Regions from separate parts of the Zea mays genome. Here all the other regions are linked to region 1. A link is a contact called in public Hi-C data. All regions are on one chromosome and are shown on one strand. Each heading gives the region's core, a stretch centred on a gene start, on an enhancer-like site or on the middle of the called end of the contact. The rest is flanking DNA. Distances are from core to core; before and after follow the strand shown. Region 1 holds the start of LOC100501385. Region 2 holds the start of LOC100283037. Region 3 holds the start of LOC103630174 (Putative MYB DNA-binding domain superfamily protein).

Evidence for each region. A called contact is a pair of places that touch in the nucleus more often than the background predicts.
Region 2: a contact with region 1 is called in a Hi-C map of leaf, with 6 times the contacts expected there. The contact joins the promoter of LOC100283037 here to the promoter of LOC100501385 in region 1. A contact is called at or near these places in 5 of 25 Hi-C or Micro-C datasets (ear, endosperm, leaf and 1 more).
Region 3: a contact with region 1 is called in a Hi-C map of endosperm, with 2.2 times the contacts expected there. The contact joins the promoter of LOC103630174 here to the promoter of LOC100501385 in region 1. A contact is called at or near these places in 6 of 25 Hi-C or Micro-C datasets (bundle sheath, ear, endosperm and 2 more).

Annotation. Positions count from the first base shown.
Region 1 is chr6:145,952,422-145,956,289 of Zm-B73-REFERENCE-NAM-5.0, forward strand. It overlaps LOC100501385, which reads right to left and starts at 2,075. Exons shown (of 8, transcript NM_001366925.1): 1 at 1,614-2,075; 2 at 750-1,361; 3 at 53-654. The coding sequence starts at 1,353.
Region 2 is chr6:145,798,028-145,801,895 of Zm-B73-REFERENCE-NAM-5.0, forward strand. LOC100283037 reads left to right here and starts at 2,236. Exons shown (of 3, transcript NM_001155939.2): 1 at 2,236-2,604; 2 at 2,707-3,351. The coding sequence starts at 2,355.
Region 3 is chr6:146,089,991-146,093,858 of Zm-B73-REFERENCE-NAM-5.0, forward strand. It overlaps LOC103630174 (Putative MYB DNA-binding domain superfamily protein), which reads left to right and starts at 1,741. Exons shown (of 12, transcript XM_008651258.4): 1 at 1,741-2,109; 2 at 2,720-2,959; 3 at 3,057-3,111; 4 at 3,585-3,642. The coding sequence starts at 2,847.

The DNA of each region.
Region 1 (3,868 bases), core at 825-3,324:
TACGAAGGACCTAAGACGTTTTGAAGAAAGGTAATCAATGTGACAAACACACCTCCCATATCCCTTGACCGTTGATGTTATAAAGAAGTCGTAGGGCCACAATTAGGATAGCCATCACACAAACCCGTGTTGGGACTCTAGCAGGATTACTAGACAACCATAATTCTGCAGGCATTGCCCACTCATAAATTTGGCATGCGTGGGGGAGGATTCTATCTATAGGCAGTAACAAGTCCTTCAAACAACGTTGAGCAATTGCATAGAAGTTAACTGAAGGAAGCCTCAAGGCTACTCTTTGTGCTATGGATCCAGCTGCAGCTTCCAGTTGCCATGCTCCGATAACTCGCACCGGCCTGAACAGCTGCCTTGCATCCAAAGGGCAGTCTTGGAAAGAGCTCCCAAGGAACCTGTCTACTTCAGTAAAAGCAGCCACATATGGGATATTCCCCTCCATTGCCCACCTGTAAATGTCACTTGGCAAGATGGCTTCACGGGCAATATGACAGGCCAAGAAACAAACAGCCAATGTTGAGTAAACCGGCAGCATCATCCTCAACGAACGCAAAAAGGCAAACTCCAGCTTGTGCCTGTCTTTTCGTTGGAGCGACATATCATCATCCCATTCATACTTCATCTCATCAGGTTTCTTGTCATCTGCAACAAGAGATAGATTTATGTCAGAGTCCATTCAGTTCTTCCGATGGAAATGATTAACAAGGGAAAGCATAAAAACAGCTCATATCTGCTACCATAACACTTCTGTCTCCCCACGGCCTTGTGGTCCTCAAGCACCTGGCGGGCCCAGATTCCATCAAACACCCTGGATGCAGCAACCCACCGCACCCAGACAATGCCGGCAACAGCACACACAAACGCGCCTACCTGGTGCCGCTCCACCAGCACCTCCAGCTGCCGCTGCAGGATCACCTGGAGACCCCGTACATAGCGCCAGCGGACCTGCACTGCCAGATCCTCAGGCTCCCCACACGTGCCAGATCCAGACACAAAGTCCCGCGGCTCACTCAGCTCTGTGAAGTCATCAAAAGCGGCAGTAGCAGGCACGGGAGCAGCCTGAGGGGTCCTCAGGTAAGGCGCGGGTGTGCGGGCACCAAGCTTGGGGGTGGGCTGGGTGGCAACACGACGGACAGAGATGTTGCCAGTGGCGGGGAAGTCATGAGGATCAGCAGCAGTTGCCTGTGTAGTGTGCACGGCAGAGCATGTACGGCACGTGAATTGGCCATCATCAGCGTCGTCAGTGGTGTAGTTGTCACTGGTACCGCAATGATCACACACTAGGTGGATGCTTCCACCCCCATAGGGATCGGGTGAGGTGCCACCAAAGTCGTAATCCATGTTTTCACCTGATGAAGAAGCATAAAATTAGAGTTATTTTACCAGGAATAAAAGGGTGTTACAGACAGAGATTCCAATTGCCAATGAAAGATTAAAGATAAAACAAGGAAACCAACACTTTTGGCATATGATAAAATTGAAACTAAAAGATAGTAAAAGCATGCTCAGCTATCCTCCACGGTCCACAGTACCACTACCACACATATTCATTCCAATTCAACAACACTAACCCCAGAGCAAAAGCTATAAGCATAGATAACCTCCCAATCATGCTTATCAAGGCGTCCTTGAAGCGCCGCCTTAGCGTCGCTTAGGGGCTAAGGCGCGCGTGGAACCTGAGGCATCTAACGCGCCTTGCCATGGAGCGTAAAGCGCCCGCTGCGGCGCAGGGCGTCCGCGAGGCGTCGACGGGGCGTCGTTGAGCCGTCGTCGGGGCGATGCCTTGGGGAGTTAGAGCGGCGGCATTGGCTGGGAAACAGAGGAGAGCTGGAGCAGTGACGGCGGCGCGTAGGGCACCCGTAGCGGTGGCGTGTAGGGCCACGCAGCGGCGGCGCGCAGGGGAGAAGGAGAGAGAAGAGCTGCGGCTCGGAGAAGAGAGGAGCGGCAGCGGTGTAGATGCCCGCAGTGGCGGCGCGCAGGGGAGAGGGAGAGAGAAGAGCTGCGGCTCGGAGGAGAGAGGAGAGCAGTGTGGAGGAGAGGAGAGCGACGGCGACGGCTGAGAGGAGAACGGCTGAGAGCCTAGGAGAGAGAGGAGAGGCAGCTGGTTAGGTTAAACTTAATGTGTTGGGCTGAGTTGGACTCGTGGGCTTTTTTTGTTTTTCTTTTTTTTCCAGTTTCCCTCTCATGCTAAGCTAAAATGGGCCTAATAGTCATTAAGATTGTGCTAGCTTACTTATCTCTACTACTTATTAAGGCTGAAAGAGTAGTCTGTCATTCCATGTTCTGCCACCATTCTCTGTTCTGCCTCTCTCATTCCTATTATCATTCCCATTCCCTCCTCCCCACCCAGCTCATTCCCATGTTCTATCATTTTATATTCTCTTTCTGAAAGTGAAATGTGCTCTTAGACCATTTCTATAAGTATTTTGGTGATTAGATGTCCAACACATACTGAGTGAGTTCTTAAGTGCCAACTGAGTGAGAAGTGTGAAATCAAGAACAAGGTATGTTTCTAAACTTAGTGAATTGTTTTTTGAACACTAACATGGTTATCTAAGTGCTAGAAACAGTGCCAAGAAAAGAAGATTTGAATTGGAGAAGAGTTGACAAAATACAGCCAACGCCAGCTCGGGCCTTGCACACCGGACTGTCCGGTGGCGCACCGGACAGTGTCCGGTGCCCCAGGCTGGTCAACGGTGAACCGTCTGCTCTCGGGAAAATAAAAAGGTGACGTGGCTATAATTCATCGGGCTGTCCGGTGGTGCACCGGACTGTCCGGTGAGTCAACGGCGCCAGCAGCCAACGGTCGTCCACGCGATCAACGTGCGACATGTGGTCCGCGCCAACGGTCGGTTGGGCACACCTGACTGTCCGGTGCACCAACCGGTCCCGAGGACCAACAGTCGACTGCGCCCGGGATGGAAGGAAATCGAGCACCGGACTGCTACAGTGGTTGTCCGGTGTGCACCACTCGACAGAAGGCAAGAATTGCCTACCAAATTGATGTCCAGCGGCTCCTAGCTGCCTTGGGGCTATAAAAGGGACCCCTAGGCGCATGGAGCAGAACACCAAGCCTTCTCTAAGCATTCTAAGACTCCCAGACTCCGCCTCCACGCATTTGATCGATTGTGTTAGTGATTTGAGCTCCGTCTGAGTTGCAAACTCTTTGTGTTGTGTTTTGAGCTCAAGTCTTGACTTGTGTGCGTGGGTGTGCTGCGGATTTTGATCTTGCGTGTGTTGCTCTCCCATCCTTACTCTTGTGTTTTCTTTGTGATCTATATTGTAAGGGCGAGAGGCTCCAACTTGTGGAGATTCCTCGCGAACGGGAAGAATACTCAAAAGAGAAAAGACCAAGGTATTCAAGTTGGTCATTGGATCACTTGAAAGGGGTTGAGTGCAACCCTTGTCCATTGAGATACCACAACGTGGAAGTAGGCAAGTGTTACTTGGCTGAACCACGGGATAAAAATCGTGTGTCTCATGTGTTGCTTTTCTGCGATTGCTTTGTTGCACGAGCTCGCTCCATAGCCAATTAGTTACACTAACACTAATAATTAAGTTTGTGGCTAGTTAGTGTTTGGTTTTACAGGATCACCTATTCACCCCCCCTCTAGGTGCTCTCAATTGGTATCAGAGTCGTACTCTTCATCTAAGGGACTAACCGCCCGAAGAGATGGATCCTAAGGGAAAGGGGATGGTGGTCAACGACAAGGAAAAGGAGTCCATCTTCAATGAGCCAAGACGGGAAGAAGAAGAGGCGCATCAAGAAGATCATCTACTACGACAGCGATTGTAAGTGCAATCAACCCTAATTGAGGGTTTTGGTGATTAATGACAAAACAAACTAAGATTCTAA
Region 2 (3,868 bases), core at 986-3,485, 150 kb before region 1:
CGGACGAACGAACGATCGGAATTTCGGCAGCATAACGGCAGGAAAAGATTATTTGGACGAACGAACGAACGAACGATCGAATGATCGTACGAACGAACGATCGGAATTTCGGCAGCATAACGGCAGGACAAAGATTATCTGGAAGAACGATGAATAGGGACTATGAACGAACGATGAATCGATGAATAGGGACTATGAACGAACGATGAACGATCGAATGATCGAACGAACGAACGATCGGAATTTCGGCAGCATAACGGCAGGACAAAGATTATCTGGAAGAACGATGAATAGGGACTATGAACGAACGATGAACGATGAATAGGAACTATGAACGAACGATGAACGATCGAATGATCGAATGAACAAACGATCGGAATTTCGGCAGCATAACGGTAGGAAAAAGATTATTTGGACGAACGAACGGACGAACGATCGAACGATCGGACGAACGAACCATGAACGATCAGACGAACGATCGAACGATCGGACGAACGAACGAACAAACTAAGAACAGGGGACGAACGATCGAAGAACAATCGAACGATCCTTGTGCTAGTGTGTGCTTGTGTGGAACATGGAGTGGGTGTGTGTGTGGGGGGGGGAGAGAGTTGCCATGAAATGGCTTAGGGTGGGAAGAGAGGAGGCCCTTGCCCCTCTATTTATAGCCATGGTGGGGGGATTAGGGGGAGGGATGAGAGGATTAGTGGGAGGATGAGAGGATTAGTGGAAGATTAGCATGTATTTGTCTTGTATAAGTGAGATTTGCTTGTAGAGCTCACCGTATGACACTGGAGGCATACGTATACGTATGAGCATGAGGAAAGTTATGAAGAAAATATTTATAGGGACTTGAAAAATGATTCTGAAGGTATTTCTCAGGAGGAAAATATCTGGAGATATATCGGTGGAATATTTGGGCAGTATTTCTGGAAAGAACTTGAAGAGGATCACTTAGGGAAATATCTGGGCAGTATTTCTGTAAACAATTTGAGGGGGATCACTGAGGAAATATTTGTAGGATATTTTGAGGAGGATTTTAGAGAGAATATAGACCACTATACTTTATTTGTTGATATCAACTCGCAAACAAACATTTTGAAATGAAATTTGAAATTCATTTTGAATTTAGAGCAAGTTTGAGAAAGTTTCAGGATTTGAATTTTTGGGATGCTACACACTGGCTGCTATCTCTACCATAAATTGAGATTGTGACTCATGTTGTTAACTTGCTAATTTTTGTTGGTTTAGCAAGCTAATGTCAGGATACTTGAATTTGCTCTAAAATAGTGGTTTTTACAAAATAACCGCATCTTTTCTCTCGCTTCCTTCCTTCTGCATTCTTAAAAAAAAGCGAAGTGCCTGAATTTTCAAGCTACAATCCTAGACAATGCAAACAATTAGCCTCTAAAATTACAACTCACAAAGAAAAAATAGTAATTGGCCGTACTTTAAAATATCGCTTGGTCTCGCGTGCATTTCCTCTCTTTTTTTTCGCTACCCGCATGCGACAGAAAAGGAAGTGTTGGGTGACAGTGCAATCTACTACCAAGGATGAATATATGGCTGTAAATGTGTTCTGAAGATGCGTGTGGCAGTTCAGTTACAACGATCATCTATCTATCTCGTTACACAGTTTATGATTTATTTAAACCTGGGAATTTATGTATGTTTTTTTTCTCCTTCCAACTGTCCTGATACGTGGTATGATTTTCCTGTCACCTCAACGGCTACTTGATTAAACATTCCGGCTGGCAGTGATAGATGTCCCCAGGCGATATGACACCGGACGCCCTGCACTTGCACAGAGAAGGCAGGGCAGCCCACTAAGCAAGCAAGGCATGTGTGCCATGTCCAACCACCACTCCAGCTACCTTCCCATCAAAGTCACCCAAAAACAAACCTTCCGTTCCTCGTCCCCATCCATCCACCAAGGCCATGGCGCGCCATGCTCTCCCTGCACAGCCCATCCATACGCCGGCCAATGGCCATGGCCAGCCGCAAACAAATCAAACGGTGTTGAATGGACTGCACGTAGAGACTAGAGAGAGATTTATTATTTATTTTTTTTAAAAGAAAAGAAGTATAAAGGGCCTACCCCAGAATAAACAAACACAGCAATCAAGCAAGCAAACAGAGGCATAATTAGCACCACCGTGTAGCAAGTTGCAATCCATGTGCCCCTGCTATATAACAATCCAACCCCTCTCCTCAGCATTGTCGTGCGTAGCATAGCAGCAGCCCTTGCCTGCCTTTCGCCTTACCCTCTCTCTCTCTCTCTTTCACACAACCACTCACACTGCCGGTTGGTTTCCCTTCCGTTGTGGTTGGTGCGTACTTAGTGGCGGCCGGCCATGGCGCGGAGGAGGGGCTTCTCGGCGGTGGTGCCGCCGGCGTGGCTGCCGGCGGTGCTCCTGTTCCTGGCAGGCGCGGCGTCGGGCGAGCCGCTGCAGCAGTACTACAATGCCATCTTCAGCTTCGGCGACTCCTTCTCCGACACGGGCAACTTCGTCATCATCAACTCGGGCAAGCTGCCCAACATGCCCAAGTTCCCGCCGCCGTACGCGAGGTGCTCCAACGGCCGCCTCGTGATCGACTTCCTGGGTAAGTTACAAGTCTCGTCTCGTCTCGTCGCCGGATAGAATCGATTGATTTGGTGGCTGGCTGCCTGGCTATATTAATTAATAATTAACTAACGAACCGCAGCCGAGGCGTTCGGTCTCCCGCTGCTCCCTCCGTCGGCGAACAAGGGCACCAACTTCAGCCAGGGCGCCAACTTCGCGGTGATGGGCGCGACGGCGCTGGACCTCAAGTACTTCAAGGACAACAACGTGTGGAGCATCCCGCCCTTCAACACGTCCATGGGCGTGCAGCTGGAGTGGTTCCAGGAGGTGAAGCGCAGCATCTGCCCCGACGACCCCGCCGCGTGCCGCGCCCTGTTCGGGAGGGCCCTGTTCGTGTTCGGCGAGTTCGGCGGCAACGACTACAGCTTCGCGTGGAAGGCGGACTGGTCGCTGGAGAAGGTGAAGACGATGGTGCCGGCGGTGGTGGCGTCGCTGGTGGGCGGCGTGGAGCGGCTGCTGGACGAGGGCGCCCGCCACGTCGTGGTGCCGGGCAACCTCCCCGCCGGATGCATCCCCATCACGCTCACCATGTACCCGTCCGAGGACCGCTCCGAGTACGACCCGCGCACCGGCTGCCTCAAGAAGTACAACAGCGTCGCGCTCTACCACAACGCCATGCTCCGCGTCGCACTCGACCGCCTGCAGCGCCGCCGCCCGGAGTCCCGCGTCGTCTACGCCGACTACTACACGCCCTACATACAGTTCGCGCGCACACCGCACCTCTACGGTCAGTCGCTTCTTCGATCGTTTTGATTTGATTCTATTCTCTTCTTTTCTCTTCTCTTCTCTCATAGGACCAGGAAGATCTATCTGCTCTGCTCTGCTCTGCTTTGCTGCTCTGGGCCTCTGCCACGAGCAGAGCACTGGTCCTGGTCCACCACTAATCACTGACCGACCAACCGAACAATCGCGTGAATTCTCCCTCCCGCCTGTCGCGGGGGACGCTCGTACGCCAGCCACAGCCAGGGGACGGGAGAGAGAGCTAGGGTCATGGCCTACGCTGGCGAGGTGTGTCAGGGATTGCCAGAGCAACATTGGTGTGAGTGTGAGCGGGAGTTGAGTTCACCAACCCGCACAGCAGAGCAGATCCTGGCACAGCCTGTGCTAGCAGCACGGCGTACCGAACGCCCATCTCCCGTCCCCCCCTCGGCTTGGCTCCACCTCCACTCCACTCCACCCCGTCCATGGATCCTTCCATATACGGCCCGAATGGCCACCAGGACCAACTTGGCACCGTGCTGCCA
Region 3 (3,868 bases), core at 491-2,990, 140 kb after region 1:
CAAGGTGGAACTGCGCTGTGCGGCATTCAACTTCTCCTCTGCTAACCACCGCTGATCCAGCTCTCCTCTCCAGCTTCTGCGTTGTGCGGCGTTCAGCAACTGTGCTGTGTGGCTGCCGGTCTCACAGACTGCATCCCTCATCGGCGTCCTCGCGCTCGCACGCCGGCCCTCCTCAGCGTACACGCTCTTCTCTGTTGTGCTGTGCCGCCACGCTATCACGATGAGGAAACCATACATAGGGAAGAGAGGGCGGTGGTTACCGGTGAGAAGACAGCGGGGAGAGTGGCCGTCGTCGCTGCGCTGTGCCACCACGCTATCACTTCGCGCCGCCACGCCGTCACTTGGCGGCGGCGTCTCCTCGCCTCGTTTGTCGCCAGCGTTGCCCCCGTTTCACCCAGATTGGATCCCTTGGTAGCACACCTAGATTCGTACCGGGCCATGGTGTTCAGAAAAACTCCAAACGGAGTCCTTCTCATTTTTTGATTTAGGTCCAAACGAGCAGGATTTAGAGAAGTGGCCAAATTTCAATCCGGGTCATTTTTTCCACCTGGAACCAGATCTAGAATGGACCAAACCAAAACTCCCAAAACCCGACCCGACACGTCAAACGGGGAGACAGGACCAACCCGACCCGAACTATGCACTGGTTGGGTACGGGCCATGCTAAATGCCCCACGACCCAACCTTGACTCGACCCGATGTTTGAACAGGTCTAGCCCGTGCCTTCCTGTTTGACATGCCGGGTCGGGTTTTTGGTCGAAAATCACGGCCCGTACCTGAATCGATAATTATTGCGGGTAAAAAATTATGGTCTGTATCTGCCCGTTGTATTGGTCGGGTCTGGTTGGGCCGAGTTTTTTTGGGCGGGTCGTGTTAGGTGGCCCAAGATCAAGTCTAGAAGACAAAGAGCCAAATAGGCTGGATTCAAGTGGTTCACTAAAAATTGGTCACGGATGGATCTGAATCTGAAATAAAAACTAGTGGTCCATTGAAGGTTGTTCGCTTTGGCCAGGATTGTTGTTGCTCGAGTTTCGGTCACGATAGCTGTTGCCCAATTTCGTCCTCTGCCAACGCTCGTCAAGTTGGATCGAGAGGTCAGCATACTTGGATTCGTACCAGACTGTGGTAGAAGGAAAAACTCCAAACCGTATCACTCTTGTTTTTTGATTCAGGTTCAAACAAACATCTTTTGGACAAACGACGTAATTCCTAACCAGATCATTTTATTCTATCCGGAACAAAGGCTGGAATGGACCAAACCGACCGAACCGAACGAGGCCTTAAAAGAGTTCCATGTTAGCAAGAGAGGCATCAACAATTCAACACAAAATTCAAGGTCTAAAAATAAGCACCATATTTTAAGATAATCAAAACACCTTATAAAGGGAAATTTGGATCCATACCGTTAAAAGATCACCACTTTGGATCCATACCATTACTATCTCACTTACATGTGGGTCCACATGAGTCAATGATATGTGGGGTCTATGGTATATATCTAAAGTTTGGATCTTTTAATGGTATAGATCCAATTGTTCCCCTTATAAAATACTACCAAAATAACCATGACCGGTCGGATATAACAAGACAGGATTAAACCTATATATTTTTCACGACTAACAAAAAGATAACAATTCGCGATAATTAAAACATTATCTACGCGGTGATATAGTAAAACTAGGTAACTGGCAGGCCAGCAAGGCAGCAACACTAAACAGAGCTAGGGCCAGCCGTTGGCGTTTGAAAAGCCCCGAAGCGGCAGTCGCACTGGCCGCCCGTATGGCTCAGATTCACATCGATTCCGACATCCCAACCGTCCTTGCCCCTCCGCTCCGTGCTTCTTCAGTTCTTCCTCTCTGTCACCCAGTCACCCTACCCCGTTCGTTGGCCTCCGCTGCGAAATTTAAAACCTCCCAAGCAGAGCGACGCCCAGAGAAGCCAAGACCCTATTTCCCCATATTATTAATAAAATTGGCTTTGGTGGAAAAAAGCCTTCCCTTTTGGCCTGCGCAATTCGAGATTCCGGAGGACCACGGCGGCGGCCGGATCGGGGTGGCGGCGCGGTTCGGTCGCCGCTGAGCGGAGCTGATGCGCCGCGCCTCCTGTGAGGTGAGACTTCTTTTATGCGCTCCCCTTCTCGCCTGCTCTGCTGCCTCGATCTGGTTGCGCCCAAAGCCCACCGGCGGCGCAGCGCTGTACCTGGCTTCCCGTTCGGCGCGGCAGCGGAAGAGGTGGCGTGGTTGGGGGTGACCGCTGCGTTCATTCTGCAGCCGCTCGAGAGGAAGCAGCCGTGGTCCGTGGAGATGGGTTTGTCGTGGCGGGTTTGTGGGTGAGTGTGGCCTGTGGGGTTGCGCAATGGCGGTAGCGCCGGTGGTGCGCCAGCAGAGCCTTACAGAGGGATTGATTTCCTGTGAGGACTGGGACTGAGAGGATGTGGGGGTATTTTGAAAGACTATATATTTGTTCTTCCTTTGTAGATGTTTATCTTTTTATAGTCTGCGTTCTAGAATTCTCAAATCTAGCCAAATTTTACTCGGATTTGTTAATTTCTCACTGTAAAAAATTGATATCTTGTGGTTAAATTTGAGGGCATGTCTATCATGGCAAAATCACGATGCATCACTGTATCTTCATAGTTGTGTATTTCTGTATTATAATTTCGACTATTTGTTATTTTGTTTACATGATTCAATTTTGTTCCCTTCCCCCCTCTTGGCAGACAATGGCCACTTCTCCCCAAGCGAAAAAAATCTGCTAGAAGACCTTAGAGGGTTTTAACATTGGGATGGATATTTGGGCCCTTACCTTGCTTTAAGTGGAGATTCAGTTTTCTGTTTTCACTTAATATGACAACTGAAGAGCGAAAGACTTTGAAGGGCACAGAGTCTTCAGCTCCTTCTGTTCCTCCTGATGGAGGAGTCAGCAAGGAACCTCAAAAAGGGGGGAGATTATCCAATGGGTGAATTTCTATCCGCTTAATGGAACCACTCATCAGGTTTTACGTTATGCATATTCCTTCTTAATTCTTATACATGTTTGTTTATCTCTGGCTTCAGGAGGACAACTGGTCCAGCACGCCGCTCATCCAAGGGCAACTGGACTCTAGAAGAGGTAAAGTTGGCACTCTGGTTTCCTAAATTCGTTAATAGCATGCATTTTCAGTACAACATTTGAATAATGAAGTAAATAATCTATCTTAGGTAGCTTTGTTGAATGCTATGCTAAACATCCATTCTCAATAAGATAGTCTTTTTTCTCTACATAGCAAAAGATAAATATCATACAGATATATAACTTTTCAGTTTTCACCATACTCTCTTCTACTGTAGTTGATACTATAGTTAATAGTAGGCAGGGATTGATTCTCTTGCTGCATTTATTTTCATTTGCATCAAACATTACATACAGTAACACTGTTCAGTGACATGCCTACATCAGCACCAAAGATTTATTTGATGGCAATGTTCTTTTTATATGCTAAGCATTGCATGATGAAACCGTGTCAAAGATGGCCTTATCTGTGATTAGATCATATTTTGCCTATCTACTGGTGTGGTTTGATGGGCACAACTACTCAATTGTAGGATGACATACTTCGCAAAGCTGTTGAAACCTACAAGGGAAAAAATTGGAAAAAGATAGGTACATTCTTTAGCTAATACAAAGTTCATATGTTCTCTGTTCTCAATTTATGTAGCACAGGCTGTTGATTTCTTTTTGAAGCATCATATATCCAGATATAAACTGACCATATACAATGATACTTACTTATTTTGCTTGCTAACATGCATCTTGTTTTCTTGCGATTTGCATTACAAGTCTTGATCTAAAAAATGTAGTGTTGTATTATGGAATGTAGTACCACCTT